6 separate regions of the Mus musculus genome follow, and all the other regions are linked to region 4. The links are chromatin contacts, called in public HiChIP or PLAC-seq and promoter capture Hi-C maps. All regions are on one chromosome and are shown on one strand. The core of a region is the stretch at or near the end of the contact, and the rest is flanking DNA. Distances in the headings are between cores, read along the strand shown. Region 1 has its middle 84 kb from the start of Sh2d4a. Region 2 has its middle 60 kb from the start of Psd3. Region 3 has its middle 110 kb from the start of Psd3. Region 4 holds the start of Csgalnact1 (chondroitin sulfate N-acetylgalactosaminyltransferase 1). Region 5 has its middle 130 kb from the start of Sh2d4a. Region 6 has its middle 84 kb from the start of Psd3.

Evidence for each region. Promoter capture Hi-C pulls out the DNA fragments that hold promoters and counts their contacts. HiChIP or PLAC-seq counts read pairs in DNA pulled down with a chosen protein or histone mark.
Region 1: a contact with region 4 is called in an H3K27ac HiChIP or PLAC-seq map of the NIH/3T3 cell line, with 8 times the contacts expected there. The contact joins the enhancer-like site here to the promoter of Csgalnact1 in region 4. A contact is called at or near these places in 13 of 39 promoter capture datasets (the HPC-7 cell line, HPC-7-derived erythroid cells, the SN4741 cell line and 8 more), 1 of 484 Hi-C or Micro-C datasets (neural progenitor cells), 7 of 115 datasets of contacts at active chromatin or transcription factors (the NIH/3T3 cell line, embryonic fibroblasts, embryonic stem cells and 3 more) and 2 of 9 other capture datasets (embryonic stem cells and liver).
Region 2: an H3K4me3 HiChIP or PLAC-seq map of forebrain shows a contact between it and region 4, with 4 times the contacts expected there. The contact joins the enhancer-like site here to the promoter of Csgalnact1 in region 4. A contact is called at or near these places in 17 of 39 promoter capture datasets (the 3T3-L1 cell line, 3T3-L1-derived adipocytes, the C10 cell line and 10 more), 1 of 484 Hi-C or Micro-C datasets (bone marrow-derived macrophages), 3 of 115 datasets of contacts at active chromatin or transcription factors (embryonic stem cells, forebrain and large pre-B cells) and 2 of 9 other capture datasets (adipose tissue and embryonic stem cells).
Region 3: an H3K4me3 HiChIP or PLAC-seq map of forebrain shows a contact between it and region 4, with 6 times the contacts expected there. The contact joins the enhancer-like site here to the promoter of Csgalnact1 in region 4. A contact is called at or near these places in 16 of 39 promoter capture datasets (the 3T3-L1 cell line, 3T3-L1-derived adipocytes, the C10 cell line and 9 more), 7 of 115 datasets of contacts at active chromatin or transcription factors (the NIH/3T3 cell line, astrocytes, embryonic stem cells and 3 more) and 3 of 9 other capture datasets (adipose tissue, embryonic stem cells and macrophages).
Region 5: a contact with region 4 is called in a promoter capture Hi-C map of hematopoietic stem and progenitor cells, with 4 times the contacts expected there. The contact joins the enhancer-like site here to the promoter of Csgalnact1 in region 4. A contact is called at or near these places in 10 of 39 promoter capture datasets (the 3T3-L1 cell line, 3T3-L1-derived adipocytes, embryonic stem cells and 3 more), 3 of 115 datasets of contacts at active chromatin or transcription factors (bone marrow-derived macrophages, large pre-B cells and pro-B cells) and 2 of 9 other capture datasets (embryonic stem cells and liver).
Region 6: a contact with region 4 is called in an H3K27ac HiChIP or PLAC-seq map of stem cell-derived neural progenitor cells, with 12 times the contacts expected there. The contact joins the enhancer-like site here to the promoter of Csgalnact1 in region 4. A contact is called at or near these places in 7 of 39 promoter capture datasets (the C10 cell line, the HPC-7 cell line, cranial neural crest and 3 more), 1 of 15 datasets of contacts at CTCF or cohesin (large pre-B cells), 1 of 484 Hi-C or Micro-C datasets (embryonic fibroblasts) and 7 of 115 datasets of contacts at active chromatin or transcription factors (embryonic forebrain, embryonic limb bud, embryonic stem cells and 4 more).

Annotation. Positions count from the first base shown.
Region 1 is chr8:68,190,691-68,193,469 of GRCm38.p6, reverse strand. It overlaps a transcript of Psd3 not described here. Among named protein-coding and RNA genes, the nearest start is that of Sh2d4a, 84 kb to the left of the region's middle. Within about 2 kb of position 1,504, at least 28 of the 459 cell types and tissues checked have an H3K27ac peak or open chromatin away from gene starts, as enhancers often do. A contact at or near this core is called in the NIH/3T3 cell line and embryonic fibroblasts, where this site is marked.
Region 2 is chr8:68,032,960-68,035,659 of GRCm38.p6, reverse strand. It overlaps a transcript of Psd3 not described here. Among named protein-coding and RNA genes, the nearest start is that of Psd3, 60 kb to the right of the region's middle. Within about 2 kb of position 1,434, at least 24 of the 459 cell types and tissues checked have an H3K27ac peak or open chromatin away from gene starts, as enhancers often do. A contact at or near this core is called in forebrain, where this site is marked.
Region 3 is chr8:68,082,261-68,085,269 of GRCm38.p6, reverse strand. It overlaps a transcript of Psd3 not described here. Among named protein-coding and RNA genes, the nearest start is that of Psd3, 110 kb to the right of the region's middle. Within about 2 kb of position 1,514, at least 96 of the 459 cell types and tissues checked have an H3K27ac peak or open chromatin away from gene starts, as enhancers often do. A contact at or near this core is called in the SN4741 cell line, adipose tissue, forebrain and 2 more, where this site is marked.
Region 4 is chr8:68,733,782-68,736,481 of GRCm38.p6, reverse strand. Csgalnact1 (chondroitin sulfate N-acetylgalactosaminyltransferase 1) reads left to right here and starts at 1,336. Exons shown (of 10, transcript NM_172753.5): 1 at 1,336-1,456.
Region 5 is chr8:68,143,008-68,145,972 of GRCm38.p6, reverse strand. It overlaps a transcript of Psd3 not described here. Among named protein-coding and RNA genes, the nearest start is that of Sh2d4a, 130 kb to the left of the region's middle. Within about 2 kb of position 1,397, at least 21 of the 459 cell types and tissues checked have an H3K27ac peak or open chromatin away from gene starts, as enhancers often do.
Region 6 is chr8:68,057,320-68,060,343 of GRCm38.p6, reverse strand. It overlaps a transcript of Psd3 not described here. Among named protein-coding and RNA genes, the nearest start is that of Psd3, 84 kb to the right of the region's middle. Within about 2 kb of position 1,448, at least 15 of the 459 cell types and tissues checked have an H3K27ac peak or open chromatin away from gene starts, as enhancers often do. A contact at or near this core is called in stem cell-derived neural progenitor cells, where this site is marked.

The DNA.
Region 1 (2,779 bases), core at 255-2,754, 540 kb after region 4:
TGCTGAGCTCAGGCTTTACATGAGCAAACTGGCCCAGCCAACAAGTCAGGAAAGGGAAACTTGGAGAAAGAAATGGACCATGTTCTGTGTGGTTCTCGTGGTCTGTCATCTTCTTCCTTTGCCATCTCGTCCAGGTTCTGTCTCTTAGATATTAAATGGGAACTGGACACAAAGACAGAAATTGCCACTGGGAAGGAGGAAGGGACTACTAAGAAGTCTTTTAAATATTGACTTCTTTCTTTGCTTTTATGTTTTTTAACCATTCCTTTTTCTTTTGTTTTCTGTATAAAATGACTAGTAAACATGATATAAGGAACCTTGCTGTCTTCATAACTTGACTAGAGTAGATTTCTCCCCCTCTGCCTCTCCCTGCCCCTCCTCACCTGCTCCCCCCTCCTCCTCCCCCCTCTCGTTTTCATTCTCTCTTTCTCTGGTAGATAGTTTTAATTGTCACGTTGACCCAACCTACACTCACCTGAAGAACCTCAATGAGTTATTGTCTACTTTGGGTTGGCCTGTGGGCATGTTTGTAGGAACTATCTTAATTAATTGATATGGGAAGACCTAGCCCATTGTTGGCAGCTATCCCCTGGGCAAATCATTTTGAACTGTATATATGAACAAGCCAAACTGAGCACATAGCATGTGAATGCATATGTATCCTTTTCTCTCTGGTCCTAACTGTGGATGAGATGGGACCAGCTATTTGAAGTTACTGCCTTGACATTCTCACAATGATGTCCTAGAATTGTAAGCAAAAATAAACCCTTTTCCCCAAAAGTTGCTCTTTTTGTCAGGGTGCTTCATTATGGCAACAAACATGAAACTTCCTCTCCTCCTCTCTCTCTTACTTTTCCATATTTTTTAAGAGGGAAAGGGTTTACTCAATTTTGAATACTCAAATAAGATAACTTTTCCTACTCTTCTCCCTGAAAGATAAATGCTCTACTAACACTGCATGCAAAAATCAATAAGAAAATGTGATTTTTAAATATTATTTTCATTTTTTTGTTATGAATGAAGACTCTTCATGATAATAGAGGATATAGTATTTTGCCTCCTAGCTTTAGTAGGCACTAAATGATTAATGGTTCTAGTCTACTAATTTAATGTTGTAAAAACTGACTATGTATTTTTGCACTTGATCTTGATCCAATGACTTATCACAAATATATTTATTGTACAGAATATCTTGTGCTTGACTATAGGGTAGATTTTTTCTTATAATTTGACTACGCTTTTAAAGTTTAAAAAATAAAATAAAACAACAAAATAAGCAACAAGTGAGTAGACTAAAGACTTGGAAGGAGACCTGAGAACAGAACACATCAAAATTGCTAACAAACTGTTAGTGAAGAGGTAACGTTCCAAGCTTGACGTAGGAAATGCACAGTAAATAGCCTTTTTTCCCCTTACATTTGCAATAAGCTGCTCTCCACACAATATACAGCCTTGCTCTGGATTGACATCATGTCTAACAGTAAGTCTGATGCAATCATTTGGAGGTTGAGCAGTCATGCAGTTCTTTCCTGTCCTGGAAATGACCCAGAGAGAACTCATTATGTGATGAGATACTTCTCCAGAGACTTTCCATGGTGCACTCCTGGGGTTGTTCAGATTCCTGTACTGTGATAATGGCATTCCTCACATGTTACAGTAAGATGCTCTGATTTAACCGTGGGGTTACAGAGTAAAACTCTTTGGCAAAGATCCCATAGAATCTGGAGTTCTGGATGGCAACAGAGGACCTGGTAGAACTCAGAAATGGCCTTACAGGAGACCTCATAGAGAAGTCATGTCAGGTAAGGACCCAGGTATTGGGGCCTGTGGGGGCCAGCTCCTGGTATCTTGCTGACCTGTCCTGCTGGCCTTCCTCTTCCCGACTTCAGTGTGTCAGGATGAGGCAGAGTGGTGGTAACACATCAAGCCATGTTTCCCAATAGAAAGAAAAATGAGAGGCATGTGAAATATTGAGCCTGTTTTCTGTTTCAGAGTAATAACACATAGATCCTCTGAACTACATATTGATTAATTTAAATACACTGCCTTATCCACAAGCTCTGTTCATTGGTGTGGTGATTCCTTCAGAAAATTAGACCTAGAAATCCCTTCATTTTCCCTTTAGACTTTGAAGGAAGCAAAAACTGGGAAAGAGCCTGATGGTGAGATTCCAGAGAAGGGACTAGGTTAACTGAGAAGTGCTAAATCGTTAGAAACAAAAGGTTACTTTTATTTATCAATAATGTCGACTACAATGGAAATATGGAGGGTGAGGAAGAACTGATTTTTTTCAATGTCCTCATTATTAAAATGCCAAAAGCAGAAGCTGAGATGCACAGATTCACCACAACATCACAAAATATGTAGACTGTAGCTTTGGATGCTAGTTTTGTGCCTCCTTGGATCTATGAATGCACCTTGGGTCTATGAATGTACTCTCTTAGTGAGTTAGACAAACAGGAAAAAGGGAAACGATCTGTGAGGATGTGAGCACACTTTTCTGAGCAGAGGCCAAGGAAGCCAGATTGGACTGGTTTCCAATTTGTACCAGAAATACATAAAGTCTAATTATGTCAATGGTACCTTTGAAAAAGTAAGACAGCAATCCTATACTTTCAAAACTGTGACTAGGACATGCAAACTTGACTTTAGTTGGTATAGGTAGTATAAATGATGGCTTCCCAAAGATATGCAACAGCCTGACCAATAGAACCGTGTGTGTGTGTGTGTGTGTGTGTGTGTGTGTGTGTAAGAGAGAGAGATAGATAGACAGAGACAG
Region 2 (2,700 bases), core at 185-2,684, 700 kb after region 4:
CTTGTAATTAGTGGGTTATAAGAAACTTGATCTTGAGGGCATGATTGAATACCCATTTCCCAATAATCCATGGTATTATTTATTATTTAGAAAATCTTGACTCATCTACATTTCTTTGAGTATGTGTTAAGATTTAAATATTTTTGGCATGCTTATTTGTAGTTAATATTTCTTCTGTTTTGAATTTGCTGTTTGTGCTTTAAGGAGGATTTTGACCTTATGTACAATTTATAAAACTCCTAATACATTGATCTAATAGCAGAATGAACATATCTAGCTTTCTGTCACTAATAATATCAGATTACAAGATCTTGGAAGTGTCTATGGAGAGGAATAAATGTTTATTAGCTTACTTGATAAGTCAGTATTAATGCTCCTTATCTGGTTCAATCTTTGGTTCAATCTTAGAGGTAATATACAAAAGGCTATACTAGACCATTCTATCTGCTAATAGCTGTACATACCAGCCATAGCCTATAATCTTTCTGACTGACCTTATACCATACCTTTTCTCCCTTCTACCACAGTCTTTTACTCCTCAGTCATCCCTCGTTTAAGAAAATTCATTCACTTTTGCTGCTAAGTTAAGTTGAAATGGAAGCTGTATTTTGGCAAAAAGAATGAGAATTTCAGAAAATGGCTACCTAGAAGTAGTGTAATTTGATGTGTGAAGTGCTTGAGACATGTGCTGCTCTTTCATTTTGATTTTTTACATATTGCAGTAGGTATCTTGATGGGTGAGTGTACTGGTTGGTTTTGTGTCAACTTGACACAAGCTAGAGTTATCAGAGAGGAAGGAGGCTCAGTTGAGGAAACACCTCCATGAGGTCCAGCTGTAGGGCACTTTCTCAATTTGTGATCAGTGGGGGAGGACCCCACCCATGGTAGGTGGTTCCATCCCTGGGCTGGTGGTCCTGAGTTCTATAAGAAAGCAAGCTGAGCAAGCCATGGGGAGCAAGGCAGAAAGCAGCACACTCCATGGCTTCTGTATCAGCTCCTGCCTCCAGGATCCTGCCCTGTTTGAGTTCCTGTCCTGACTTCCTTCCATAATGAACAGTGATATGGAAGTGTAAGCCAAATAAACCTTTTTCTCCCACACTTGATTCATGGTCTTTTGTCACAGCAATAGAAATCCTAACTATGACAGCCAGTGACAGAGAAAGTGGGTAGAGTATGGGCAAAGCCCCTTTTCACAATAGTAGTATCCTCCTCCTCCTCTTCCTCCTCTTCTCCTCCTCTTCCTCCTCCTCCTCCCCTGGCTTCCACCATGTGTTTTTTTTTTTTTTTTTTTTTTTTTGGAAAGCTTTGCTTGCTGCCTGTCACATACCCCAGGGAGAGACATTTCTGCTGGCCTTTTGTCTTTTCCTCACTGGTACTTTCTCTTCATACCCTGGTGCTTGGGATGCCTCTCTCTCTAGTTGCCTAACACCATGGCAACAGGCCATGGTAACCGCTTCCTTGCAGTCAAGGGAGAAAAGCCTTCTAACTTTCCTTTCACTGCAACCTGCTGTTTTCAGTTCGCACTGTGATCCACTCTTTCTTTCCTCCCAGTTAAAAACAAGGAAGTTCTGATCCGTAATAAAAGTGCAGGATCCACTGATTGTCCTAACTCTCAGGTCTTCTGAGCCCAGTTTAAACCAAGATGTCCCTTGACCACTGTTTCTCCGGTAGTACCCATTCCATCCTCTGTCCCGCTATTCTGCTCTCTTTCTTTCTTTACTTGGTACGTTATATGTCTGACTGTATTTGGAGTCTGAGTGTTCATTCCTTCTAGAATGTAGTGTCTAGGTGAGTGAGACTTCCTTTCTGCTCACTCCTGTTTGTGTTCCCTTGACCATAAGTATTTGTCAGATGGCCACAGGACTTGGTGTTGGAAACCCTGATTTTGTTTCTTAGAACTTCCTCTCCTTGGGCCGTTCCCCTCTTGAAAGAAAGACATAGATTACATTTGGCCTTCTATAGGAAGTTAAGTCACTTCCAGCACATTTTGAAGCCCATCAGGTCCCAGGCCCCGGGCCAAGCAAGAGCTCAGTATGAGTAGGTTATAGGTCACACGATAGAACCTGGGATTTCACATTTGAAACCACTTGGCTGTGGATTGAATCCTGGTGCCTTTGTGTTTCTTCTAGTCACCATCGCTTCGAAGAAGTCTTTGGAAGCCTGTTTCTTCATTTACATCACCTACTTCCATGGCTTTTCATGCAGATACTTCTGATAGCATAGGGAAAGAATGGGTAGATAAGAAAAATAGATGATGGTGTTATGTGATTGTTAGTGTTTTACTTTTCTGGAGTTTCCATTTGTAAGTAGAGGTATTTTCTCAATTACGTTGCAGGCTGTTAAATCTAGTAGGAGCTGGGTTGAGTAGTTGTGGAGTTTGACTACCTAGGATCAAGTTCCATTGCTGAGTATCAGTGTGATCCCGAGGAAGAGACGGCCTCTAGGAGGACAGTAGTAAGTGCTCAGACTAGCCATTTCTACCCTGAAGTAAAGCTTTAGTGAAGTAATGTCTTGGTACACATTTTTTCATGACCTGTAGTTGCTGAAAAATTGATAGTCGCTGTCTTCTATGCTGCAGTGTCCACCCCTGCCTTAATAGAAATATCAACAATATTCCAATATAAACAATAGAGAAATATCAGCTCTACTTTTACATTTAGCTTTTTGTATACTTAAGATTAAGTCCATGAAGAACTGAGT
Region 3 (3,009 bases), core at 265-2,764, 650 kb after region 4:
CATCGTGTGGCTGGTCCCTCATGGGGAAAGGATGCCTTGGAATGGGCTAGCTGAGGCGCTCCCTTCCCCCACACCTCGCCACACCCCCATAGAACATATTCTTATACCTCTTTATCTTTTTATAAACACATCACCTTCTCTTGTAATAGTTTTTTAAGCATTATTAATGGCAAACAATCAATTAACAAGCAAGCTGACATGCATCAGAGATGGATCAAAGACAGAGAGTTTTACTTTAGGGCAGTGGTTGTCAATCTTCCAAATATGGGGCCCTTTTATATAGTTTTTTATGTTGTGGTGAACTCCAACCCTAAAATTATGTTTGTTGCTTCTTCATTACTCTAACTTTGCTACTATTATAAATGGTAACATGAACATCTAATATGCAGTATATCTAATATGCGCCCCCTGTGAAAGGGTCACACAACTCCCAGGTAGAGTCTTAGAGGCTCACGGTGACTCAGAGGCATAAGGAGTGCAACTGTTGTGTTTGTGAGTAAGACTACAGTTGTGGGAGATATTTTTCTCTCTTCTTTAAAAAGAACACCTCAGTTTAGAAGCTTTTGGAGAGTCAATTGTGCTCCCTCCAATTCATGTTCCTATACTAACTAACACATGTAAATGTGTTTGAAGATGAGGTTTGTGAAGAGGTGAGGGAAACTGAGGTCACCAGAGGTAGCACTAATGCAAGCTGACTGAAGTCACCTGCAATCTCCATATTCAGTAGGCTATGGCAAGAAGATCAAGAATTAGAGAGTAGCCAGGGCGTACATGCATCAAGTGTGACCCTGATGTGGCACAGGGTACATCCATTGGCAAGCAAAGTAAAGAAGCCTCAAGCGATCAAGCCTGCTGACACTTGCTGCCTCCAGAACCCTGAGAAAATGAATTGCTGTTGGTAAAGCTTATTTCTATCATATTTCTCTTTAGCGGTCCAAGGAAAATGGCATCTTGTGCAGCAGTCCCAAGTTTATGTGACATGAGAAGACCCGGTTATACTTCCTTGTTCCCCTGCCCGTGCAGAATAAACAATGTTGGTCTTCTTTATTTTGTGAATGGATCTACTTAGAGATTCATAATCACATTCTATCCTGCCAGCTTGCAGCTCAACAAACATTTCACAGTTCCGTGTTTATTGGCCACTTGCTGATTTTAAGCCAGTACTCGTTCTTCATAAGCTAGCACATTGGTAATTAAACCATGCAGAGTACATAAACTATTCATTCAATGGCTGAGTACTATTAGGCTCTTTTATCCATCCATCTTCACAAACTCACTGCTTTTTATTGCGCTCAAAGCTGCAACCATTTCTTTAGAAATCTGCCTTTCAAAGGTGTGGACTTTAACCAGCAGGGGGAGGGGGATAAAAGAACACACTGCCCTCATAAAAGGATCCTATAAAAGTGTCTCCAGGTGCTCTTCTGTTTTCAGGCAATAGATCTGCCAGGACTATGTGCCCTGGAGGAGAGAGTGGAACCGGGCCTCTTTGAAGAGCCGAGAAGACTGGTTCCACTGTCTCACCAGGCTTGCTGTTTTATTTCAGTCCCAGGGGGAAGCCAACAAGCCCATTGGCCTCACCCTGACTGCTACTTCTGGCAGAGACTTCTGGAGAATGAATCAGAAGCCGGCTGCCCTAGCTCTTTGAAGTCTTTGAATGTGCATGCTACTTGTTTCTAGGTTTGGGCAAGCCAGGGCTACTGCATAACGAAGGATAGAAAGCAAATTTGCATAGTATTTCATTTTTTCAACAAGTCTAAGCCAAAGACATTCAGTGACCAAACTTGAAGGTGAGTAGACATTATCTGCCACCAGAATCATCAGACCAGAAAGCCTACCAGTCTAAAACTTGGCTCCTAGGACAGGGTATTATGTCAGTTTCTCCCGGAGTACAAGTATTGTGGTCGTTTTGCTAACATGTTTCTGTCCATAGGGAGGAGAGGGACAGATCTTGCTGATTAATTCATATCACTCACCACATTGCTTCTGAGTACTTCCTTGTGCCAGGTGTTATGTAAGGTCGTAGAGAACAGCAATGAATCAGGCTCTGCCCTTAGGGCTCAACAGTACAACTTAGGCGGAGCAAAAGCTGTTTGCTCCACCCCTCCCCCCTCTGCCAGCCCTCAGCTCTCTTATCAATGTCTTTTCCTCCATTCATTTGTTCTCTGCTCACTCCCACTCCCAGGGTTTTACTACTGGAAAAGCTCCAGGAAGAGAGGTGATGCCTAGCCAGGGCACCAATCCCCAGTGGAGGAATTTTATCATATAAATAATATTGTTACATGTATTTAATGGCCCCTCTAGTTCAGGGATCCCAAATCCCTGTGTGTAATGAAATCTGTAGTCTGAATCAGCTTTGCTATACCCTAGAGGTCCTGGGGGAGTAGCCTAGAACTCAGGGAGCTGCCAGGGTTGAGAGGCACCTCAAGGCTTGAAATCCACAGTGAAGTTTGTCAATAGATAATCAGAAGCTGACTGCCATTGCATCTCTCTCTCTCTTCCCCCCCCCCTCTCTCTCTCTCTCTCTCTCTCTGTGTGTGTGTGTGTGTGTGTGTGTGTGTGTGTGCTTATGTTCTTAAGTACCTTGTCTACTCAAGCACCTAGCTTATTTTCTGCTTCCTGAAGAGATTTATGGCTACATTTCCATAGGAATAAAAGTCCTGCTGGCAGGGAGCCCCAGAGAGGCAGAGAGTGGTGGTTTGTAGAGAATCACTGAAAAAATGTAATTGCTGGCAGCTGTTTGCCCCAGGGCTGCCAGTCATAAAATTTAACCCTTAATTATCCAGGCATTCTACAGGCAGAGACCTCTCTTGATCTAAGACAAGTGTTCACCATAGTCCTATAATAGAGGACTGTATATCTGTCATTACCTATTTTAAAGTCATTGCTTCTATTGCAGGACTAACCAACCATTGCACTTGTTAAGACATGAGTGATGGTGAAAGCTGGTATTAAATACTGCTCAGCAATGTCAACAGTACTTCTTTTGTGAGGTACAACAAAACCTCATCA
Region 4 (2,700 bases), core at 87-2,586:
GCCTCTCCTAGGCCTATATAAGCAGCACAAGTTCTGGGCTTGGGGTCTCTTTGCTTCTGCAATCAAGCTCTCCCAATAAACGTGTGCAGAAGGATCCTGTTGCAGCGTCATTCTTGCTGGTTGAGTCGGGCGCACGCAAGATATAAAGTATGTTCTCTATCTTTCACATAGCCTGCAGGGCATGTCTGTGCTGGGGCCATGGCATACTCAGAATTTCTAGCCCATTTTTCCAAACTAAAACCTATGTATAACTTTATTACATGATTCTGGAGACACCATTGAGTAAAGAGATGAGAGCTACTTCAGTAGGTGAAAGCAATCAGAACTAGAAGAACCTATCAGTAGATGAAGACAGGAATGCTTTAGTGGCAGTTAGGACAAAAGCTCTGAAGAAGTTGCCCGACTACCTACTAAGTGTGAAATCAAAAAACCCTGACTTCCACCTAGTGACGTCCATCTGCAAATGGAAATTGCCATATGATTGCCTTTTGAGGATGCTAGGAGCTAATCTGTGAGAAATAACTGATGTCCACATATGTACGTGCATATCTATGCAGTGTTAACTCTTTGTTATCTTCCTATCATGCAGTACTTTGATGCAGCTAGAAAAATTACACTGTATGTTTTGTGATTTGGCAAACACGGATTCTTCTATTTTTCCACGAATCTCAGCTGAGTTGATGTAGGGATGTGGCCGCTAGAGGTCCTTACAGACATCGCTTAGCCACAGTTGGGGCTGAAGGGTTAAAGGGGTTTCTGATCTTTTGTAAATAAAAGCTTCTTACTGAAGGCCTTATTACTACAACTCAGGGCACCCAAAACAGTGACTATCTTATTAATTCTCTCAAGTAGAGTGTAAGAAGTTTTGGAGGCAAGCCATTAGGACAGTCCTAGCAGCGCAAATGCCTCGGGGATGAGTTGGGGAGTGGGGACGAACTTGTAGGATAGATGCCCCCTCTCTGTTGGGGCGCAACTTCCAACAGTGCCCTAGTCTCTATCGCCAACTTCTCTGATGTTGGTGATCAATCACACTTGAAGTCTCTACGGTACAGGAGACCCTGCTCTCCACTCATGCTCCCTGCAGTGACAGTCTCTCAACCAGGGCACCCTGCTCTGCTCGGACCTGGAGCGGGGACGCACTGCAGACTGGCCCTGGAGGAATTAGATGACTGCAGCCATACACGACCCCAGCCCTGAGGCCCACGCTACCCCCACCTCTCAGCTCTCGGCTCCTCGGGCTCCCACTCGGAGGCCGGCGCTGTGCTTGGCCGCTGTTCAGCCCGCGCTCCCCGCTTTCCCCCTCCCCCTACTGCTCCGGGTCCCTGGAGGCTCAGCGGCTGTTGGAACTGGAGGTGGAGCCGAGCCCAGGGCCGCCTCGCAGGAGGGAAAGTTCAGCGGCAGCAGGGGAGCAGCGTAGCCGAGGGATCCGGCTCCGCTGTCTGCAGTGTTGCCTGGGGTAAGTCGGGGTCCCTACCCTGAGGGCTGGACGGGTGTGGCCCGCTATGTGCGGGCGTGTCGCTGCCGTTTTCCAGTCCGCGCCACTGCCCCCGACCTCGACCTCAGGGTGGCTCTCTGTCAGCCGGGAGGACGCCTGCACCGCTGGCTTCCAGAGACCACTGCTGTCCTAGGGCTGAGGACTCCGGAATCACTGCCCTCTGTAGCCCTTGCGAGGCGCGTGGAGGGATCGGTGTCTCTAGGTGGACGCGCGAGGGTCCCGTGCCGCACCCCACGGCCAGCTCAGCTTCTTCAGCGGTAATTGAGCCCCCAGCTGTTGGCTTACTCTCCAGAAACCCCACTTCAAAGTAGCCTTGGCATATGTGCGGGTGCCTCTAGTTTGCTGTTTTTGGATTGTATTTGCTGTGATGAAGAGGGTGGCCCGTGGGCAGCACGCTCCCCTGCATTGTGCCGCCGCGATGGTGACTCTCTGGATCCCAAGGGTCTTCACATCTGCATGTGACTGCATGCAGTTGTATGTGCCAGGGGCGGGGAGAAGCTCTTCCAGGGAATGGTCTAGGGGTGCAGTGGGGCATTCCGAGGGCTGGAGGAAAAGGAAAGCTGTGCTGGGCGAAGGCAAAGTTGTTTGTTTCCGCCACACTTCCTGCACCTGTACCCCTGTCGTCAGTGATTCTGAAGTTATGGAGGAAAAGACGTTAACACTATTGTACATATCCTCAGTGGACGCTAAAAATGAAGTAGTAATGAATGATCGGATGGCTGTATTTTGCAAAATCCATTTTTTATTCAGATTGCAACGACTTGGCACAGTTTTGACTTAAATGTCATTAAAGACAACTAACTACGATTCTATATTTATAAAGAATTTAAATATCTAGTAAACCCTAGCAATTCCACGGGGTTTATTGGATTGTGTTGACACTTTTTGTTCAAGAGAGCTCCAATTATTATGGTCCTTGAGCATTAATAAACTATGGGTTCTGCTGCGTGGAGAGAAGTCTAACAAACTTGGAAACAGAAGTGTAAGGCAGAGAGTAACTGGTTCTCTAGGCATAAAAGGTCACCTGAACACACAGAAGAGGGATTGCTGTAACAGAGGGATTATGTGTTGAGCTTCCAGAAAATATGAGATGGGCAATTCCCATTGTAGGAACCTAATACATATATGATCACTCCTCTGCATTGAATCAACTACCTAATGGATGTGTCCAATGTGCTTCACTAGGGTGAGCTCAGGAAGTGAGC
Region 5 (2,965 bases), core at 148-2,647, 590 kb after region 4:
GTAGGCCATTATGTCTTATTGATGGTGTCCTTTGCCTTACAGAAGCTTTGCAGTTTCATGAAGTCCCATTTGTCAACTGTTGATCTTAGAGTCTTAACCATTGGTGTTCTGTTCAGGAAATTGTCTCCTGTGCCAATATATTCAAGGGTATTTCTCACTTTCTTTTCTATGAGATTTAGTATCTCTTAACTGAATACATAAATAAACCGTTTTATTCATACAGGTAACTACACTCAATACACAACAGAAATATAAAGGTGTGTGTGTGTGTGTGTGTGTGTGTGTGTATCACTACATTCCCATTTTATTTAATGTTCATAGTAACATAGCCCCAAAGTTGGTGCAACTTCAATATCTCTTAACTGGAAGCATAATGTTTTTAGCCATACAGTAAACACAGCCATTCCATTGTTTCATTCTGTAACATTGATATACCTTGCAGACATTGTCCTAACCATGACAAAAGCCTTTTCATGTTGGGCCATCTCAACAGCCTATAAGATTTATTTTTCCTCTGTTGTGTGTGTGTGTGTATGTGAAAAAACTACATGCATTTATATATACCGATCCACTTACATTCCAGAACCCAGAAGGCAGACAAAGCATCAGGTTCCATGAAACTAGAGTTACTGGTGTTTGTGAACTGCCATGCAGATTCTGGAAACAAAATTAAGGTCCTTTTCAAGAGCAGCCTGTAGTCTTCACTGCCAAACCGTCTCTCCAGCCTCTGCTATCTTAACTGAAAAAAATAAATAAGCTAGTTAAGGTAACGTGTACCTGTAATCGCAGAGCAGGGGACGCTGAGACAGGAACACCATCTGATCTAAGGATTAAGGATTACTTAGCTCTAGGATAGGTGGATTACACTGAGAAACTGTTAGAAAGAAAGCAAGAAAGAGGGTGTTAGGAAAGAAAGGAGGATGGAGGGAAGAAGTAAGGAATGGAGAGAGGAAGAGAAATCAGAAAAGCAAACCGAAAGGGCTACATATTGCGTGGTTTTATTCATATGAAATGCCTGGACTAGGCAAATACAGACAGACAGAAAGTAGGTCGCTGGTTTCCAGAGGAAGGTGAGAGAGGAGAGAGACAAATAACTCTCTAACTGACATGAAGGACACTCGTGATGAGATCAAAAGAGTTCTGGAATCACAGAGTGGGGTGATAGTACAACACAGTGAAATTGCTACAAACCTTATAGAATGATAAATGTGATAAGATATGAATTAAATGCCCCAGAAAGATTCTGAAAACAAAGAGAAATACATTCTACATAAACCATTACTGAGGGCAGCAGAGAGTGTGTTTATGCAAAAAATAAGCAAGTGAGTGAAAGGAATTTTGCCGTAGATTTCTGTTAAGAAGGAAAGTGTGGTGAATTCTTATTTCCAGTCTGAGTCAGCCTCCCAGAGGAGCAGAGCAGGACTTTCCTGGGTCACTGCTCTCTCTGGGCCATGGCTCCCGTACTCAGAATTTGGAAATGCAATTGTTCGAGCTGAGTGAACACAATTCTGTTGGAGCATATGAAAATCCGCAGAAAGTGCAGCCGGGCAGCTGGAGACATGCTTGGGTTAAGGGAGAATTGTTGTTTGTTGGTTTATTCTTTTAAAGATTTAGGTAAAGTGAAACAGATAAAGACAGAATTCTAGCCAGAGCTCATGAAACTCATACACCATGGATGAATATCTAAAATGCCCTGTCTTTGGTATCTATAGGAGGTTAAGGTAGGCAACCCAATTAAAACAGAGCTTATCTGCACTTCATCCCAGGGCTGGGGAAAACACAAAGAAGGGGGATATACTTTCAGTAAAGTGGAGTGTGCTGCCATGTTTTTAATGACCCTATGGTAAGCTCACTTTTAAGAAGTACACTGAAATGGTCTAAGTCCTAGGAGGAAATGTCTAGTGAAGCTTTGCTTTCACTCATTCTCAGATCCATTGCTGAAAGAAACCCAAATAGGTTGGCAGGCAGGCAGGCAGGCAGAGAGGAGGAACTCGGGCTTCAGTGGTGGTCCAGAAATAGCTAATGTACAAGACAGGCCTCAGTGGTGACCCAGAAGTAAATGAGACAACTCTGTCATAATACAGATGAGTTGTCAGCAAAGACCGTCAAGGTGACTCTACACACCCAGCCTGCTGTGTCTGGAGCAGTAGGTTTAGCTGTCTACTTCTTTGGAGCACTAGAGATAGAACTAACCGATTACAGCATAAAGTTTTCTGGATTTACAAATCATGGCTCAGATGGTCCCATGCAAGGGGACAAAAAGGATGAGAAACTTCCCAATTAGCTTGATGAGTATAAATGGAATGCTCTGTGCTACAGAAGTTCTGAGAGATGCACAATGTTGTGTATGTCATATGGGCTGGCTACATTGTAGTTCCAAATGCATGCTAAGGCATCAAGGCTCACAGGCAAACAAGTAGTACTGAGATATTTAAATAAAATCATTGTACCTTGTAATCTATATAAAACTATATAATCTAAAGAGTTACATATTTTAAAGAGTTACATATTTAACCCACTCCCATGGGGAGAAAAATCAAAGTCTTTTGTTTGTTTGTTTGTTTGTTTGTTTTTTGAGACAGGGTTTCTCTGTATAGTTCTGGCTGTCCTGGAACTCACTCTGTATGCCAGGCTGGCCTCAAACTCAGAAATCTTCCTGCCTCTGCCTCCCAAGTGCTGGGATTAAAGGCGTGTGCCACCACTGCCCGGCTGAAAGTCCATTTTGATTAGCTGTCACCTAGACTATCACCAAGTAAGGTGGAGTGTCAGTCTGAAGGTCGGGAAACAGCAGTGAATCTCCACCCTTCATCTGGAGAGAATTAGGGATGCTACTAAAGAGAAGCTTCCAGAGAAAAGAGAAATGCTCTCACCTAAGCCAGATAACTACAAGTGTTAAAGAAACAGAGTCAGATTTTTTTTTAAATTTCTTGGGTAAGGTTATCCAGATACAATTATATTTTTGCTG
Region 6 (3,024 bases), core at 199-2,698, 680 kb after region 4:
TGTTCATGTCCTGGTAAGCTTGTGTTATTTGTGATATTGTATGTGCATTCAGAAATGAAATGGTGCTGTATTACTTAATACTATTCTATTCTGTGTTTGTGAGTTATATGACCATTTTCCAAAGTTCCAAATGCTGCTGCTATTTGTAGTGACTGAGTATATAATGAGAATTTGAAGTGTGTGGTTGACAAGTTTTACAATCCAAATTGTTGTGCCTTGTTGGAAAATAATGTGTAGCTCATAACATTAATAATGAATCTTTGCTTATGCTATATCTTATTTACACAAAAATAGCACATGTCCTTGCAATGTTTGTTTGCCCTACCAAATGAACGATTTTTTGCTGTGCCCAGAATGTCAACAAACTGAAATCGAAGTTACCGTTGCCAAGCTGACAAGGACTTTGTTGAAACTCCAGGGCACAGAGGTGGTAGATAATTCTCTTTTGGCAATGACTGTGATATAAGGAAGCTGAAAGCTACCAGTTCTCTCCTTCCATGAGAGCGTCAGGGCTGCCATTTTTTTTTTCATGCTGTGAGTTTGTGTATATGCACGGATGTGTACACATGTGCATGTGCAGGCCAGAGGACATCAGGTGCTGGTCCTTAGGACCTATCCACTTTTGGTGGCTGGTTAGTGAGCCTTCCTGTCTTGGTTTCCCCAGTGATGGGATTACATGTGGGTACCACTGTGTCTGGCACATTCTGTACATGGTTTCAGGAGCAGACTCAAGTCCTTGTGTTTGGAAGACCCTTCTTTTCATGCAGGTTGTCTGAGAAGCAGACTTGTCTTTAGTCTCATCTCAAGCCCTACCTTTTAGAAAATGCATTCTTTATAGTGAGGTGCCACAGGCATAGGTAATATTGACTGAGTTATGACGTGCATAGCCGAGAAGTCAGTACTGTCATCATCTCTATTTTGGAAGTCCTGAGAAATTTTTGTTGCTCAGGATCCCACAGCTATTAAAGCTGTGAAGCAAATATTCAAACTCAAGTAGGGGTCTGCTTAATCCCTTTCCTATGGCCTCACAGTTAGCACTCTGTGCTGCAGAAACTGACATTTTGGCTCTAAAAGGCAATGACTAATTTATCAGACTAATTCACCAACAATTCTATTGGCTTAAACAGCAGCAATAGTATTTCTTGGCTCAAGAGATAGAAATTGTATAATTTCTTATCCAGAGAACATTAAAGAGTACCCTATAGTCATAAATAATTAAAATAAAAGATGAAGCAGATTAACAATTTAAAGTTGAATGTGAGCCTCGCTTATTCTAATTCCTAATTATGTCACCTCAGAGAAGTATCTGGATGTTTCTGCCACAGTGGTGTTGACACAGAGAGGACTGCTTTTCCTTGTTATTTTTTCCCAGGAACTGGAGCTCAGGGCTCTTTGAAAGTCTGTCTGAAACAATAAGAGGGGGCTAGGGAACCAGCAGAGGGCTTTCATAAGATCAGGCCACAGCTGCTCCCTGCTTGTCTAGCCTTCTGTTCTCAGACCTTCGCTAAGGAAAGATACATTGAGAAATGAAGCAGCTTGCCTCTTCTGTGGCTGTCGGTCAGTGCACATGGGAAACAGAACATGTTAAAAAGCTGCTGTAGCTTCCCTCGCTTGCCCTGCAGGAGGTCACTGGTGAAGCATTAATGGGATTGCTTTTCCGTAGGTGAACTTCTGCTAGCTATTTTGGAATTCAGGGTTTTGAAAACTTTATTTTCCAAGAAGCTGCTGGGCAAGGTAGAATGAGTCACAGGACACTGAGGCAAGGGGACTCTGAGTGAATGGCACAGACTGTGTGCAGTTAGATGCTTGCTGGCTTTGCCATTGTATTACTTTCTAGCAAATTTGCAGTAGAAAATTACCATGAAATTGGCATCAGGCTGTTCGATCTTTCAGGGCATCTCCTGTGACTAACCCTGTGTGTGCGCGTCAAGAGCTTTGGGGAGTGTATACTACTTTCTTGGGTTGGAGCTTTCTTTTTTTTTTTTTTTTTTTTTTTTTTTAAGATTTATTTATTTATTTATTTAATGTGTGTACACTATAGCTGTCTTCAGACACTCCAGAAGAGGGCATCAGATTTTTGTTACGGATGGTTGTGAGCCACCATGTGTTTGCTGGGATTTGAACTCAGGACCTTTGGAAGAGCAGTCGGTGCTCTTAACCGCTGAGCCATCTCATCAGCCCCCGGGTTGGAGCTTTCTGCTCGAATGATGCAGTTCCTTTTGGACAGATTTACAGATTGCTTTCTGGTGGCTCTGCAGGGTCTATAAGCTCCTTGCCTGGCCTGCTGACACTTGCATCTTCTAATAAAATCTCCATGAGAAAACAAAACAAATAAACAAGGCACTATTGCTTTCCAGGCCCTGATATCTTCTGCGTAAATTAGGGCAGAAATTAAGGCGCATACTATTCATTCATCTACTCATTTATTCGCGGAGTCTGTGAACAGGTTTTGCCACTGACCTAAGCTGACCTAAAAGAACCTTCAAGGAACATGTAGAGACCTAGAGCCATTCTTAAGAGAGTCAAACTCTACAATTGGTAAATACTGGCCTTGCTGTTCCTAAAACTTCAGCACCTGTGAACATTCATGGACTCTATCCTCTTCATCAGCATTCTTCAGTAGATCTTTCTGTCCTGTTCATAATGTCCCAGACCGCCCCTGTTCAGTAGCCAGAATCTGTATGTACCTGAAATATGGTTATTCTCAAGAGCTGAATTTTACATTTTATTTAGTTCAGTGAATTTGTAAAGTCCTAGCTAGCTTATGGCTATTGTGCTATGCAGCAAGGCATTCAGGTAAAGTGCTTTAAGGGATGTCATTGTCTGACTTGAGCTGACGTATCCCTCTTGACATTCTGGCTGCTGGGGTGTGTTTACTGACTAGGCATTGGTAGACTTTGGAAATTGTTCTCACTTACCCCCTCATGTCTGATAAGCACCAGTGTGGGGAATGTATATGAGAGATATGAAATTTTAATAAAATGAAAGTAGATATATTCATTTAAAATGATGAGAGAAAAAATG